Regions from separate parts of the Mus musculus genome. Here regions 1, 2 and 4 are each linked to region 3. Evidence: chromatin contacts called from public HiChIP or PLAC-seq data. All regions are on one chromosome and are shown on one strand. The core of a region is the stretch at or near the end of the contact, and the rest is flanking DNA. Distances in the headings are between cores, read along the strand shown. Region 1 overlaps Dgki (diacylglycerol kinase, iota). Region 2 overlaps Dgki (diacylglycerol kinase, iota). Region 3 holds the start of Creb3l2 (cAMP responsive element binding protein 3-like 2). Region 4 overlaps Dgki (diacylglycerol kinase, iota).

The links. HiChIP or PLAC-seq counts read pairs in DNA pulled down with a chosen protein or histone mark.
Region 1: an H3K4me3 HiChIP or PLAC-seq map of embryonic stem cells shows a contact between it and region 3, with 4 times the contacts expected there. The contact joins the enhancer-like site here to the promoter of Creb3l2 in region 3. A contact is called at or near these places in 4 of 39 promoter capture datasets (the 3T3-L1 cell line, cranial neural crest, embryonic stem cells and 1 more), 1 of 484 Hi-C or Micro-C datasets (the CH12 cell line) and 4 of 115 datasets of contacts at active chromatin or transcription factors (acute myeloid leukemia, embryonic limb bud, embryonic stem cells and 1 more).
Region 2: a contact with region 3 is called in an H3K4me3 HiChIP or PLAC-seq map of embryonic stem cells, with 2.9 times the contacts expected there. The contact joins the enhancer-like site here to the promoter of Creb3l2 in region 3. A contact is called at or near these places in 7 of 39 promoter capture datasets (the 3T3-L1 cell line, cranial neural crest, embryonic stem cells and 2 more), 4 of 484 Hi-C or Micro-C datasets (bone marrow-derived macrophages, embryonic stem cells and peritoneal macrophages), 9 of 115 datasets of contacts at active chromatin or transcription factors (bone marrow-derived macrophages, embryonic basal ganglia, embryonic stem cells and 1 more) and 2 of 9 other capture datasets (embryonic stem cells and pancreatic islet).
Region 4: an H3K27ac HiChIP or PLAC-seq map of oligodendrocyte precursor cells shows a contact between it and region 3, with 8 times the contacts expected there. The contact joins the enhancer-like site here to the promoter of Creb3l2 in region 3. A contact is called at or near these places in 12 of 39 promoter capture datasets (the C10 cell line, the HPC-7 cell line, HPC-7-derived erythroid cells and 8 more), 1 of 15 datasets of contacts at CTCF or cohesin (the NIH/3T3 cell line), 15 of 484 Hi-C or Micro-C datasets (the BV-2 cell line, bone marrow-derived macrophages, cochlea and 10 more), 32 of 115 datasets of contacts at active chromatin or transcription factors (the NIH/3T3 cell line, SST interneurons, acute myeloid leukemia and 21 more) and 3 of 9 other capture datasets (embryonic stem cells, liver and pancreatic islet).

Annotation. Positions count from the first base shown.
Region 1 is chr6:37,169,317-37,172,396 of GRCm38.p6, forward strand. All of the region lies in intron 1 of Dgki (diacylglycerol kinase, iota), which reads right to left. Among named protein-coding and RNA genes, the nearest start is that of Dgki, 130 kb to the right of the region's middle. Within about 2 kb of position 1,290, at least 16 of the 459 cell types and tissues checked have an H3K27ac peak or open chromatin away from gene starts, as enhancers often do.
Region 2 is chr6:37,149,006-37,152,142 of GRCm38.p6, forward strand. It overlaps Dgki (diacylglycerol kinase, iota), which reads right to left. Exons shown (of 34, transcript NM_001081206.2): 2 at 544-652. Among named protein-coding and RNA genes, the nearest start is that of Dgki, 150 kb to the right of the region's middle. Within about 2 kb of position 1,721, at least 14 of the 459 cell types and tissues checked have an H3K27ac peak or open chromatin away from gene starts, as enhancers often do. A contact at or near this core is called in embryonic stem cells, where this site is marked.
Region 3 is chr6:37,440,612-37,443,987 of GRCm38.p6, forward strand. Creb3l2 (cAMP responsive element binding protein 3-like 2) reads right to left here and starts at 1,537. Exons shown (of 12, transcript NM_178661.4): 1 at 1,088-1,537. The coding sequence starts at 1,189. It overlaps Gm33318 (predicted gene, 33318), which reads left to right and starts at 1,899. Exons shown (of 3, transcript NR_166917.1): 1 at 1,899-2,422.
Region 4 is chr6:37,070,714-37,073,919 of GRCm38.p6, forward strand. The region is part of intron 6 of Dgki (diacylglycerol kinase, iota); the gene reads right to left. Among named protein-coding and RNA genes, the nearest start is that of Gm52857, 170 kb to the left of the region's middle. Within about 2 kb of position 1,793, at least 6 of the 459 cell types and tissues checked have an H3K27ac peak or open chromatin away from gene starts, as enhancers often do. A contact at or near this core is called in neural progenitor cells, oligodendrocyte precursor cells and uterus, where this site is marked.

The DNA of each region.
Region 1 (3,080 bases), core at 40-2,539, 270 kb before region 3:
ACTGGTTCAGAGTGAGTGGCCTAGAAAGCATGACAGCTAGAGTGTGAGGCAGGCCAGGCAGGCCAGAAGCAGACTGATCACACACCCGCCCAGAGGAATCAGAAAGAGCAGGAAGTGAGGCTAGACTATAAAACTCAAAGGTACACCAGCCACATACTTTGCTCAGCAAGGCTCTGTCTTCTTAAGGGTCCACAATCGTCTGAACACAGCACCACCAGCTGCGGACTAAGTATTCTAATACATGAGCCTAAGGGAGACATTTCAGACTCAAACCACAACCGTCCTTAAGAAAACCCTTTCTTGTCTGCATTTATTTCAATCTCCCCTAATCATAACCATGGGACATCATATAGAAATTAAATGTTATCTGGAAAATGACTCCCTGCTCAGAAGTAAAATAATTCCCCAGGATCTCCAACATTAAAGACGTAGCTCCTCCACCCTCTGCATCCCCCACCGCATCCCCCACCACATCCCCCACCGCATCTGGCAGTCATCTGGGCAAAGGGCTCCTTCATGGATCCACCCTTGTAGTCTTCCTAGCAGCTGAGGAAATTGCTCGTCCCCCCACCTTCCCAAGCGCAGATCTCTCCACTGGCAACAATCTTGCCTTTGTTTTCCACCTGGTCCTCCCTCCTCCATTCCAAACCCAGTCTAGAACTAACCCCCATGTAAATGACTGGAGTTGAGCTTTCTTGGAGGCATCTCATAATGTGCTTGTGGCTCTCTACTGCCCTCTTTCACATCCTGCCTTTTAGGAGAAGATCAGGTAGAGGAGAACTTAGCTCAACAGTTGGAAAGTTTCTAATTTAAGTGGTTGGGTAGGATGCAGGCCTCGATCTTTAGAAAATCTCCCTGTGGTGGGGGCAGGAGGAAGAAGGCAGTCAGCTACCAAAACCATTGCACAATTGGTGTTTCCCTGTCCAGCTGTGCAGTCACCCACCAAGATTTGGGAACATTTTCTTAATTAGAAGTCATCCACCAAAGAGGAAGTTTTGAAACCTAGACATTTGTATAATGAAGTATCTGAACCAAGAAACCCTGGACCAAAAATCGTACCAGTCTGATGGTGAAGTCTATCTTTGTTAACCTCGGCAAATCTAAGAGTATTGTTGCCTTTACATGTCACCAAAATAGCAGCTGGGTAGCTCTAACAGAGTCACTGTTGGAGTCTATATTTCCCTATGACCCTCACCAACAGAACGAGCAACTATAAGCATGCAGACCACAGCCCTGTTCTGTGCAAAGAAAGAACAAGGAGCCTGTACGAGCGACAAGGAGAAATGTGTGACTCAGATGTACTCTGTGCTGCCTGCAGAATAATGCTACATTATGATACACCCCAATTCATCACACCAGAGAGATGGCTCGTCTTTGGTCAGAGAGGGAAAGGAGTGAATTCTCTGTGGAAAACGGCCAAGGGGAACCTTCCATGCGGCATGGCATGGGAGCTCAGCCAGGAGAGAATTGTACAGAAAAGACAGGTGAAGAAAACAGGAGAACACAGCCAAGACTCAGAGCTGTGACAGAGAGTGTTCAATACTATTTAAATAAGTCTGTTGCTGTTGCTAAAATTTAAGGAGCCTGAAGGAAAGAGTGAGGCCGGATCACTGAGGGCAAATGAACAAAGTCCTAAAGGATCCTTTGGAGGATGGACGGACACGGACACACACACATACATACACACACACACACACACACACACACACACCCCTTCCACAGGAGACGCCTGTGGCTTTCTTGTCTCTGCAAAAGCATCTTATTGAGAACTTTAAAAGTTACAATAGAATACTCAATGATCCAGTTCTCTGGAAATCATGGAATGTTCTTACAACTGCCGTATTATAATTCTGGGATATCTTCAGACAATCTGAACATTTGTGAAAAGATTCATTATCAGAATAAAAGCTGCAAGCAAAGTCTTTAAGTGACATTAACATTTCCTAAGAAAAGCTTGCCGACTCTTCAAACTCAGGATCAATCCCCACAGGTATAACAAGCTGCTATCAGATTCCGTTGCTATAACAACCTGCCACTCACTTCTACTTTATACCAGTTATCGAAGGCAGCTGGATCCGGAATAGGTTTAACTCAACATAAAGCCAAAGATGCCAGTGGAGGAAAACCCAGCAGGGAGGTAATTAAAAATGAAATCACCACTCTCTTAATGATCTTTAAAAGCAAATAATCGCATCAAGTCCATGGCGCACGCAGTGTGTGTTGAAAAGCTGAAAGACACACCAGGAAGAAACACTGTATCACTGACCACAGACGGGAGTCTGGGCTCTCAGGGTTTAGCTCCACCCAAAATCCACCTCGCCTTTCCTCTCCTCCTTTCTCCCCTGCCCTCCCTACCACCACAAAGAATCCTCCTTAGAGCTACATCAAAAGACTAGGTAGGGGCCTCCTTGAACTCTCTTCCCTTGTAGTTGTACATCCTGCAGTACTGTAATCGATCTATTCTTCTGTCCCTTCCTCGAAGAAAATGCAGCCATTCACCCTGTCTTCCAGCCAAAACAATGCGCCATCATACTGTTTTTATCCAACCCCATCTGCCACTTACAAAATAAGAATTAGCACTCTTTTGCTTTCACTAATTTGATTCTTTTCTCCCAGATTCCTCGTACTTCTGCTAACACAAGATCATATTCTCCTTGGATACTCTGCCAGCCCTTCTTACTATGGAATGTCCAGGACTGTGTCTTTCTTACTCAGGACCACAAAATGGCCAACACGTAACTGTGACCAATAAGACTTCTATTGTAATGCATTTGCATGAAGAAATTTCTCTAAACAGAGGAAAGGATCGCTTCCTTTGGTTTGGTGAATGCGAGCCTTTGTGAGGAGGTTATAATTGATCATGAGCAAAAGGGGTTCTCACATGCTCTTTTTGGCAGCCAAGAAAGAAAAAGGTAAGTGAAGACTTTGGTTTGCTTTATGCTATTCTTCTTTTGCAACTTAGAATAAATTAAAAGTTGATAGTAAAATACATTTTTGGCATTTTGCCTGGGGCAGTGGTTCTCAACCTCCCTAATGCTGCAAACTTTTAATACAGTTTTTCATGTTGTAGTGACCCCCCC
Region 2 (3,137 bases), core at 471-2,970, 290 kb before region 3:
ATAGTTAGATACCACGTCACAGTAGAGTGACCCTAAACAATGGGTATTTCTTTATACTATTAACCAGATAATATAGTATACCCTTTTGTACAAGGCTAAAAAAAGGGATTTAGATGGTTTCTAGCATAATAACTGATAAATGTCTGAGTAGATATGTTTCACTCTATGCCTATACCTGTGTACATGTGTCAAAACACCACATGGTACACCACAAATACGTATTTTTATGTTTTAATAGGTTAAAAAAATAACCACTCCCCTTCTTTCCCACACAAATCTCTCCCCAGACCAGAAAAGGACATGGGCGACCCTATTCTGCTCATTGTTGAGACAGCATGGCCCTACATGTGGCTTCAGACGGGTGGATGGCTGCCAGCCCACAGTTAGTGATCTCACTAACTTGACCACTGCCAACTCTCAGTAGACCTGTTCTGACTCATGGAATCCTGAAGGTGAGATGAGCAAAACACAGCATGGAACTGAAATGAACCTGGGGAAGAAGACAAAACAAGACAAAACAAACACAAAACACCAGACACCTACGCTCCAGTCCAGAGTGGCTCTGGGCTCCTTCGCTGGACCGTTAGCCACAGGAAGACCAAGAGGATGTGCAGGTGCCAGATGCTGGAGGCCTGTCCGGGAGATGGCTTTCCTGCAGCAAGAAAATAAATAAATAAATAAATAAATAAATAAATAAATAAATAGTAAATGCATACAGACAGACATGCATACATGTGTACATATGAACACGAGGACATGAGAATCCTGTACAGAGCTCACAGCCCCCTGTTGGATAGAATCTGTAAGGGAGCAACCTGAGGGAGTCTCTAGCATCTGATATCCTTTACAACTGTGGTGAGATACACCTCTACTAGGATAGACAGGAACAAATTCCCCCCAAATCAGAGAGCCTAAGGAGGCTGTTTTGTAATAGGACTACAGGGCTAGAAGCTGGAAGCTCAACTTCTTTTCAGGGTGGAGGGCAAGAGTGGAAGAGAAAAAAATAGTGAGATACTTAGGATACTTAGAAAGAAATTCAAGTTGTCACAGATGAAATAGAAACAACGCCCTCTTGTGCAACTCCACTGCCCAGCACAGCACAGAAGTCTGGTTACCAATGGAAGCTTGCTTACTCCCTTCTTCTGAGAGCAATTTCCTTCTCCTGGCTGAGGACCACACCCCTGTCCACTGAGCTGAGCTTCCCTCAATGTGAAAAGACTGATTTGCATCTGCCAAGAAACACTGCCCACACTTCCTCAGCCACCCTCAGTCAGAGGAGCAGGGAGAAGCCACAAAGGACACAGCAGATACTGTGAATGCCCTCAAGGCACAGCCTCGGAGGGAAAGGTGCTTACAGCAGAGAGATGAAGGGTTAGGAGCAGACAGGGAAGGATGTGTTGCGTCCTAAAGGGCAGGGCGACTCTTTGCATGTTCACTGACCTATCCAGACTCCACCTATGAATGACAGGTGAGGTTAGGCAAGAATAGTAGTTCTCCACACTCAGGAATAAACGAGTGTGTGCCAGCACTGGACACTGAGTGTGTCAGATATCTCAGCAGGTGGCCCCCCCCTCTCTCTGTTTCTTTTAGGGTCTCTTGGAATCCTACCCAGGAAGTTCCAGAAACCAGTCTTCAGGAGTTGGCAGTTACCACCACCAGCTTGCTGGCATCTTTTCCAATGCAGGCTTCAGGCAACACATTAGCTCTGCATAATTCCCCAGACTCATCAGACGGGTGGAATTTTTGAAAGAAGATGGTCCAGTCATGGTTCCCTTTCCTCATGTTCTCCAAGATAGGTAGTTAACAACCTCAGTTTGGGCTCCTTGTGACAAAGTACATCCCACACCCTCTAGCCATATTCTTATGAGAGGAACAGTGACCAGGTGTGGTACCCCAGGCATGGAACCCCGGCATTAGCTCAGGAGACAGGGGCAGGGGGATCTGAAGACACAGAAAGTCCAAGGCTATCCTGGGCCACATAGCAAGACCCTGGCTTAGAAAAGAAAAGGTAAGTGGACATTTGAAGGTGCTAAGATAGCCTAATATAATACAAGAAACAAGGGGGCGAGGAGTGAAGAGACGAGGAGACAGAATCTTCTGTGGAAATCCTTCTCTTACAGAGGTTTTCCTCCCATATTGAGGGACTTTCTCTACCATGGTTCATAGGGGTTTTCTTCTCTACCTTCAAAGTCCTTCCCATTAATGCTAAACCAGTTTTGCCCATTAAAATAAAACAAAACAGACAAACAAAAACCCCAAGGTTTTGTAGATTCAGAAACCATAGGTTCTACTTTTAGGTCTTCAAGAGTCCTCACAAACTAAATTTAAGTGCTTAAAAAATTCCATAGCAAGAGGCTGAGATAGATGGACTATAATTTCAAAGCCTGCATAGAGCTACATAACAACTTTGAGGCTATCCTGGGCAACTTAGTCAGTATCAATATGTAACTATATAGGAAAGTCTTTGGTTAAAATGTTATTGGTGGCAAGAGGGCAAGGGAGAGAATGAAGGAAAGATAGGAGGGAGAGAATGAAGGAAAGATAGGAGGGAGGAAGGGAGGGAGGGAGGGAAGGAGGTAGAGGAGGAAGGGGAGGAGGGAGGGAGAGAAAGAGGAAGAGAGAGAAGGGAAGAAGGAGGGAGTGAGATAGGAAGAAAGGAGGAGGAAAGTACACACACACACACACACACACACACACACACACACACTATCCAATCCAAGCACAAAGCCATAGGATGGCTGAACTCTCAAATTTTAGATGAATGAGAGAAAAACAAATCTTTTAGAGTTTCACGAACTATCTCAGAAAGTTGTGGTTAGAAAAAAGAAGTAGAGAAAACAAGGTAGAAGTGGGAAAGAAGATCGAGTCAGGGCAGAGGAAGAGGAAGAAGAGAAAAGAAATAAAATTCCATTGTCAGGTCTTGGTAGAAACTACTGAACAAGTGAGTTCTGCTCCAGGGCACCTGTGAACTCTGACAGCCTCAGTTCCATCACCCTCCATAACTAGGAACCAACACCTGACCCAGCAGCAAGCTGCCCAGACTACTGTATTAGTACACAAGGCATCTATATGTACACTACATAACCTTGCTGCACCTTGTTGACCCAGAGAGTACTTCCCAGGAACGCCCATCAAAG
Region 3 (3,376 bases), core at 287-2,786:
CTGGCTTTTGCCCCAGAGTGAAGCACCACTCCCTCTAAACCCTACACATGGCTTCTTTTTTTAACCAGACCTTCTCAGCTACCACAAATGCTTTGGTGGGAAGCAGCAGGAGGCCCCATCCCTTTTCCCAAAATACAGTCAGCCAGTGGCAAAGGCCAAAGAGGTGGAGCCTGCAGGCCGTTTTGCAAAAGTTTCAAATATCCTGGTACTGACCCCATTAACAGCACTAAGACAGAAATGCAGCCAAGCCTGTCCTTACCTCAGTCCCTCAGCAGTCCCTCAGTGCCCCCCACCCCCACCCCTCCCTCTCAACTTCTAAGAGTTCTGAACAAAGCCACATTACCAGCACTGGCTATCACAAACAAGATTTTCTCTTGCAAAAAGCTGAAAGTGACATCTTTAAATGATTCACGCTTCTGACAGTTGAGTCTCCAAAGAGGTCTCTGCGGGGAAGGAACTGGTGAGCTGTCCTACCTCTCCCCCAGAGCCTCTCTGAAACATGCAGTTGCCTCAGATTTTCCCCTGAAAAAGGGAGGAAGCAGTTCGAGGCTGTGCAGATGAAGCAGCCAAGTGAGGCGGCCGCCTTCCCGTGCGGTGAAGGAAGGCTTTTAACACGAACATTTTAAAGCTATAAACAAGAAAGTAAAGAAACTGGATGGGATGGGGACAAAAAACATATGGGATGACTATACTACATTAGCTTGTCCAAATTTTGGATGTGTGTGTATTGTGTGTGTTTTTTTACAAACCTTACCATTTTAAAAAAAAAATCAATATAACTGGGCGGAGGTATTATTCTCAAAACACGTCGCTTCCCAGCATTGCTGTACCGTTAGCAATAGGAAATGGAGCTACCGACAGGAAAACACTATAAACTGCTTTGGAATACAAAGGGTCACTTATTCGGAAGAAAGTTTAAAGGCTCCAGCTGTGCACCTTAATGTGTTCATAGAAGAAAACTCCCATCCCCAGACCTCTTAATATAGTCATGCCCTTCCCCAAACGCTGCCTCCCAGGACCCAGCTGGTGACAAAACCCGCTTTTCTCCTCACCCCCGACTCCCTTTGCCCGGACCACGGGTCCTCACCGTGTGGTACATGAGGGCCTCAGTCTCTCCGGGCTCTGACAGCTCGCTCAGCTTGCGGTCCCACTGCAGGACGCTCTGCTCCCCGCTCTCCAGCACCTCCATGGCGGTGGGCGCCGCGCAGGGCCGAGGATGCTGAGGCAGGAGGGGACCGCGCAGAGCCGCCGCGGGCCGGTGAGACGCTTCTCCCCGTGTACTTGGCGTGTGCGCGCGTGGAACTTATGCACTGGAGCAGGAACTCGGGAGAGCCCTGCCGAAGGCTACGCGACCCTTGTCCTCGGAAATCTGTGACTCCCCGGGGAGGACAAGCCTGCTGGGATCGGGCGGAAGGTGCAGGGGTTAAATCGGGCTGTGCATCCAAAAGGAAGGCAAAAAGGCAGCGCTCATCCCAAGAAAGTCCTCGCGCAACAAGCCCACTCCCCACTAGGGCTCCAGACAAACTTTGAGACTCCCTTGGGCTCTTGAGCTCTGCCCCTGGATCCAGAGGCGACCCCACCTCCTTCCAGGCCAGTGACCAATCGAACGCCCGTCTTGCCATCTATACCGTATCAAAAGTCCCTTTCTCATCCATGTCCCTCCCCCAGAGGGAGAGTCGCGCGAAGTCTCCGCCTAGTCCTCGGAATGTGGGCGGAGAGGGTCTTTTACGTCACTGGGGAACGCCTCCTGCCGGAGCGTCGCAATGGACCAATAGGGTGCTAGGGTCTAGAAATGATCGACTGAAACATAGATCAATGAGCTAGGGAGACCTGGAGGAGCCAACCAATCAAATAGCGACAAGAATACATTTTTATAAGAGAGGGCGTGCGCGCCCAGTGTCCTCCCTAAGAGTCTCCGCTTAAAGGAGGTTTGTTTCGCGAGTTTATTTCCTCAGAGAAACCAAGCGGATTGAAGCGCTGTCTACATTTCAAATTAGTTTAGGTCGCGTGAGTCTGTCTGGATTTAAAAGAATGCACCACATATATGAAAATGCGCACGTGAGCAGAAATCTGAATTATCACAGTTCTAGCACACATTCATTGCTAGCTTTTTATGTAGTTTTATGGCCTTTATTAAACAGACATTAGCCAATCTTGCCACACGTTTCCAAGTCCTAAATCAGAGGGCTAATTTTTTTTTTTAAATTCATAGGATTTTGTTGTTTTGTTTTTGAGACAAGGTTACCTGTAGCCCAGGCTGTCCTCAACTGCACTGTGCAGCTAAGGCTGAGCTTGAACTCCTGATCCCTCTGCCTCACCTCCGGAGAGCTGGGAGGGACTGCACGGTTATGCCACTAGTGCCTGCTTCACAGATCTTTTATTCCCAATGGAGTACCAGGCAAAAAAATGAGAGGATGGCCAGGTGGGTACTATTCCAGATACTGGTCAAAGAGGTAACGGATACTCTCCTGAGTGTCGTGGATGAAGTGGGGCTTAGGGGAAAATAAGTGTTTTAATGGCTGCAAGATGCACCCCAAAGTGAGTGTTGGGAAAGAGATCTAAGCCTTTGACCCCCTTAGAGAAGAAAAGGCCTGCTCTATAGCATTTTCCCCCAATGTGATTTTTCTTCTTCCCTTTTGAGGTTTCCTTTTATGGAAACAGCCTTAGTTGGCTATAGTTTAACCATTTTACATACAGGGCTGTGGTTCCAGGTGGTTCTTACAAGGGGACAGTCAGGTATCAGGTCTACAGAGAGTTTTGTCTTCTTCAGAGCGTGGTTTTGCTGTGTGAAGACAGAAGTCTCAGAACTTTACACTGTCTTTAAGCAACTTTTATTTTTCATGTAAAATGAGTCTGCTTGTCTAGCCTAGGATCTTTTGAGACTATTTTAATATTTAAATACAGACCTTTCTTTTTATTCTTTCTATCTATCTATCTATCTATCTATCTATCTATCTACCTATCTTTCCATCCATCTATGTTTGAGACAGGGTTTCTCAGTATAGCCCTGGATATTCTGGAACTCACTCTGTAGACCTGGCTGGTCTCAAACTCAGAGACCCTCCTGCCTCTGCCTTCCGAGTGCTGGGATTAAAGGTGAGCACCACCACTGCACAGCCACACATTTTTTTGTTTTTGTTTTTCGAGACAGGGTTTCTCTGTATAGCCCTGGCTGTCCTGGAACTCACTTTGTAGACCAGGGTGGCCTCGAACTCAGTAATCTGCTTGCCTCTGCCTCCCAAGTGCTGGGATTAAAGGCGTGCACCACCACTGCCACACATTTTTTATACAGTAGTTTTCTCGACTTTCCCGTAAGCCTTTGGTCTTTCTTTTCTGACCTGTTAGTCTCCTTCACCGCATCTCTTTTGTAAACCAG
Region 4 (3,206 bases), core at 543-3,042, 370 kb before region 3:
CTGTATGCACATTTGCATGGGTCTGGGCACATGCATGTGTGAATGCATGTTCACATGTGTACATGCAGAGACTAGAGGTTAACATCAGGTGTCTGCCTCAGACACCCTCCACTTCGTTTTCTGAGGCAGGGACTCTCACTCAGCCTGGCACTTGCTGATTCAGCTAGTGTAGCTAGCCAGCTTGGCCTAGGGGTCATTTCTCTCTGCCTCCCAAGGGCTGGAATTACAAGCAGTTAGTCAAACTCTCCCAATTTTTTATGTAGATGCTGAGGTTCCAAACTCTGACCTTCACAGACGCACGAGAAGCACTTTATCCACTTAGCTATCTCCTCTGACCCCAAATCAACATTTTGACATTAATATCCCACTCTTACTATCAACAGATTTCTATAAAGCGAGATAGGTCTAATTATATTTCATAGTATGCCTTGTTGTTTTAAATTTACATGTCTGAGACCACCCTCTTTCTTTGTTCTCAACCAATCAACTAGAAAGCTGTAATTTTATATGCAGTATCTTCATATTACACAGCAAACACAGCAAAATCTAAAAAGTCCCCCCAAACCACTCCAGTTTGCATGATCTCTCCATTGGCTATATCATCTGGATCTTAACCTTGACACTATTCAGATGTCCTAAATTACTGCTGGATATGCTTGTCCTTCTCCAATGGAACTGTAAGGTCTGAAGTAGGTCACTCTGTAGTTCTTAGAAACTTTGAACAGCTCTTTAAATATCCTGGACCCAATGTACATACATATGCTGCTATTAACTGAATGAGGGAGTTGCTGTTTTTACATCTTAACTCAGCTAAGAACAGTGTGCTTTGAAAGCTTAAAACATCTTACCCCAAGTTATCTGGAACTATGCCTCCTCATAGTACCCTCACCCAGGCAGAAAACCAGCCCCCTATCGACACTGAAAACATGCTAGATTTCTAACTGTCACTCATAAGTGCTCAATATTGCAATGTTGCTTGCGAGACAGCAATAGAATAAAATGTGTGGCACGACAGTAACTATAGCCTTGTTGAGAGATCTGCTAAATGTTATGACCCAGGTACCTGTCCTTCAATTCATACATATCAGAAAGTTATACATGAACTAGAAGAAGATGGGTAGGAAAGCTGAGAACAGCTCTTGGATCTTCTCACTGCCTGAGTGATTTCAGGCAAATCATTGACTTCTAACTTCTCTCTGAACCCAAAAGTGGGAATGATTCAAAATCTCCTAATGATGATAAGCATCAAAAGAGACAAATTGAGGCTTTTATAATATTACATACACATGTGTGTATGTCTATGTATACATATGAAAGACTACTGTTACTGCTAAAAATCTATCAGAGGGGCCCTCTTCTACTTCCATGTCAAGAAAGCCTTCTTTGTAAGATAAACTTGCTACTCTATTCACTGATACAACTTACGTGTGTCCAATTGTATCCACTGTATTAGAGCCTTCCAACTCCAAGGAGAAAACAGACACACTCTCCTGTGGTACTGACAGCCAGACAGATGCCCAAAACAAACAAGGCCACTCACAACTAAGGCACTGAGCATGATGGTTATATAGAATTGAGCATCAACGCTATTTAGAACTGCGATGGGTCACCAGGAGAATGAGCCTCATATAAGCAGCCTGGTGCTTCACTTTGGATTCTATTCCATCAGTCACCGAGACCATGGCTTCAGAGTTATTATCTAACACATGTACATAAACGGAACTGGTTCACAGTCTTTGTGGACCAAGTTTCCACAGACTACGCCATGGGGAGATTTTGGCCAGTCTCTTAAGCATAATAAAGAGAGCCAGATCCTAATCACTCGGGCTTAATTCTCGCCCGGATCTGCTATTTACGGCACTGACTGGATTCCCTGACTAAATTTCAAATGACTCCGTGGTTTTTTGAGAGGAACATAAGGACACGAGGCCAGATGGTCTGGATCCAACTGACTCCAGACTTAAAAATATCAACAAAGTGACTCTGTTGAATCTTTTGAGATTTTTTTTTCAATCAAATTGAGCCTTTGGAATAAAGTTAAATAAAGCTTATTCTGAGTGACTTTAAATTCGGCTGCCTCTCTCTTCTACCATCTGTGGCATGCAGGAAGTGGCACTCAGCTTTAGACCCTTGGCTGAAGCTAGAGGAGTGGGATTTATATAAAATGGTTGCATTCTTTTATTGATTTTGTAGTAGCTGAGGTTTGAAATCAGAGAATCTTTTGGCTTGAGGCCAGTTTTCTGTTTTATTTGATCCCATGAAAGATATTCAACATACCTCCAAGACTTTAAACAAAGTGTCTCCAATATCCACCAACATACCCAAAAGCTCATAAAGTGATTAAAAAGTCCAAACACAAAGAAATTATAAGTCTCAGTTGATTATTTGCCCCCCATTATTATTTATCTTTCAAAAGAGAACTTTCACTAGTTATATTCAAATATTTCCTAAATCTTGAAATATATTATAAACATACACTCTTACACCCTACACTTACATCTCTGAAACACTTAGTGAGTACGGTACAAAGCTCACAATGCCAGCAACATACAGCTGAAGTTTTGCAGTGTGGCTGCTGTACCTGTTTCCACTGTATCTCGTAGGGTAGAAATGCCAAGTGATTTGGGATTCACTAACGGGAAAAGAAACTCTTCCATTCTAAACTTCCTCTAAGTAGCTGAATCTGGTCAGCAACCTAGACCTTCGAAAGACTGGGGTGGAGTCCTTTAACAACAACCCAACTGGAAAACAAACAAACAAACAACAACAGCACAACAAAAACTTTCTGACCAGGAAATCATGCCATTTGTGTTAACCCATTATTCACTGCCTTTCAGAATAACCTCATCGAAAGAGCAGGCTTTGATCCTTGGCAAAGCCACCAAGAAACAGCCCTTTCCCTAACATTTACAAATTATTGACATGTTTTCCTTCCTGAACAAAGTACTCAGTACAGTTTCCCACTGATACCTGCAGTCTTGTCTGGCACTGTAAACACTTAGAAATGAGTATGCCAAAATCCCTTTTCCTTATTTTGGGGGCAGAGTGTAAAAATTATTATACCAACTTACTTTTTGTAAGACTAAAGTTTATTTATTCATAGAGAGTTCAGTTTATCTGAACTTTCTTCATTTCTTACACCGATATCTGTCTTAAGCAAAAATTGTTGCAAATATTTAAGACTTTAAAAGTAGAAATGTAAGCAT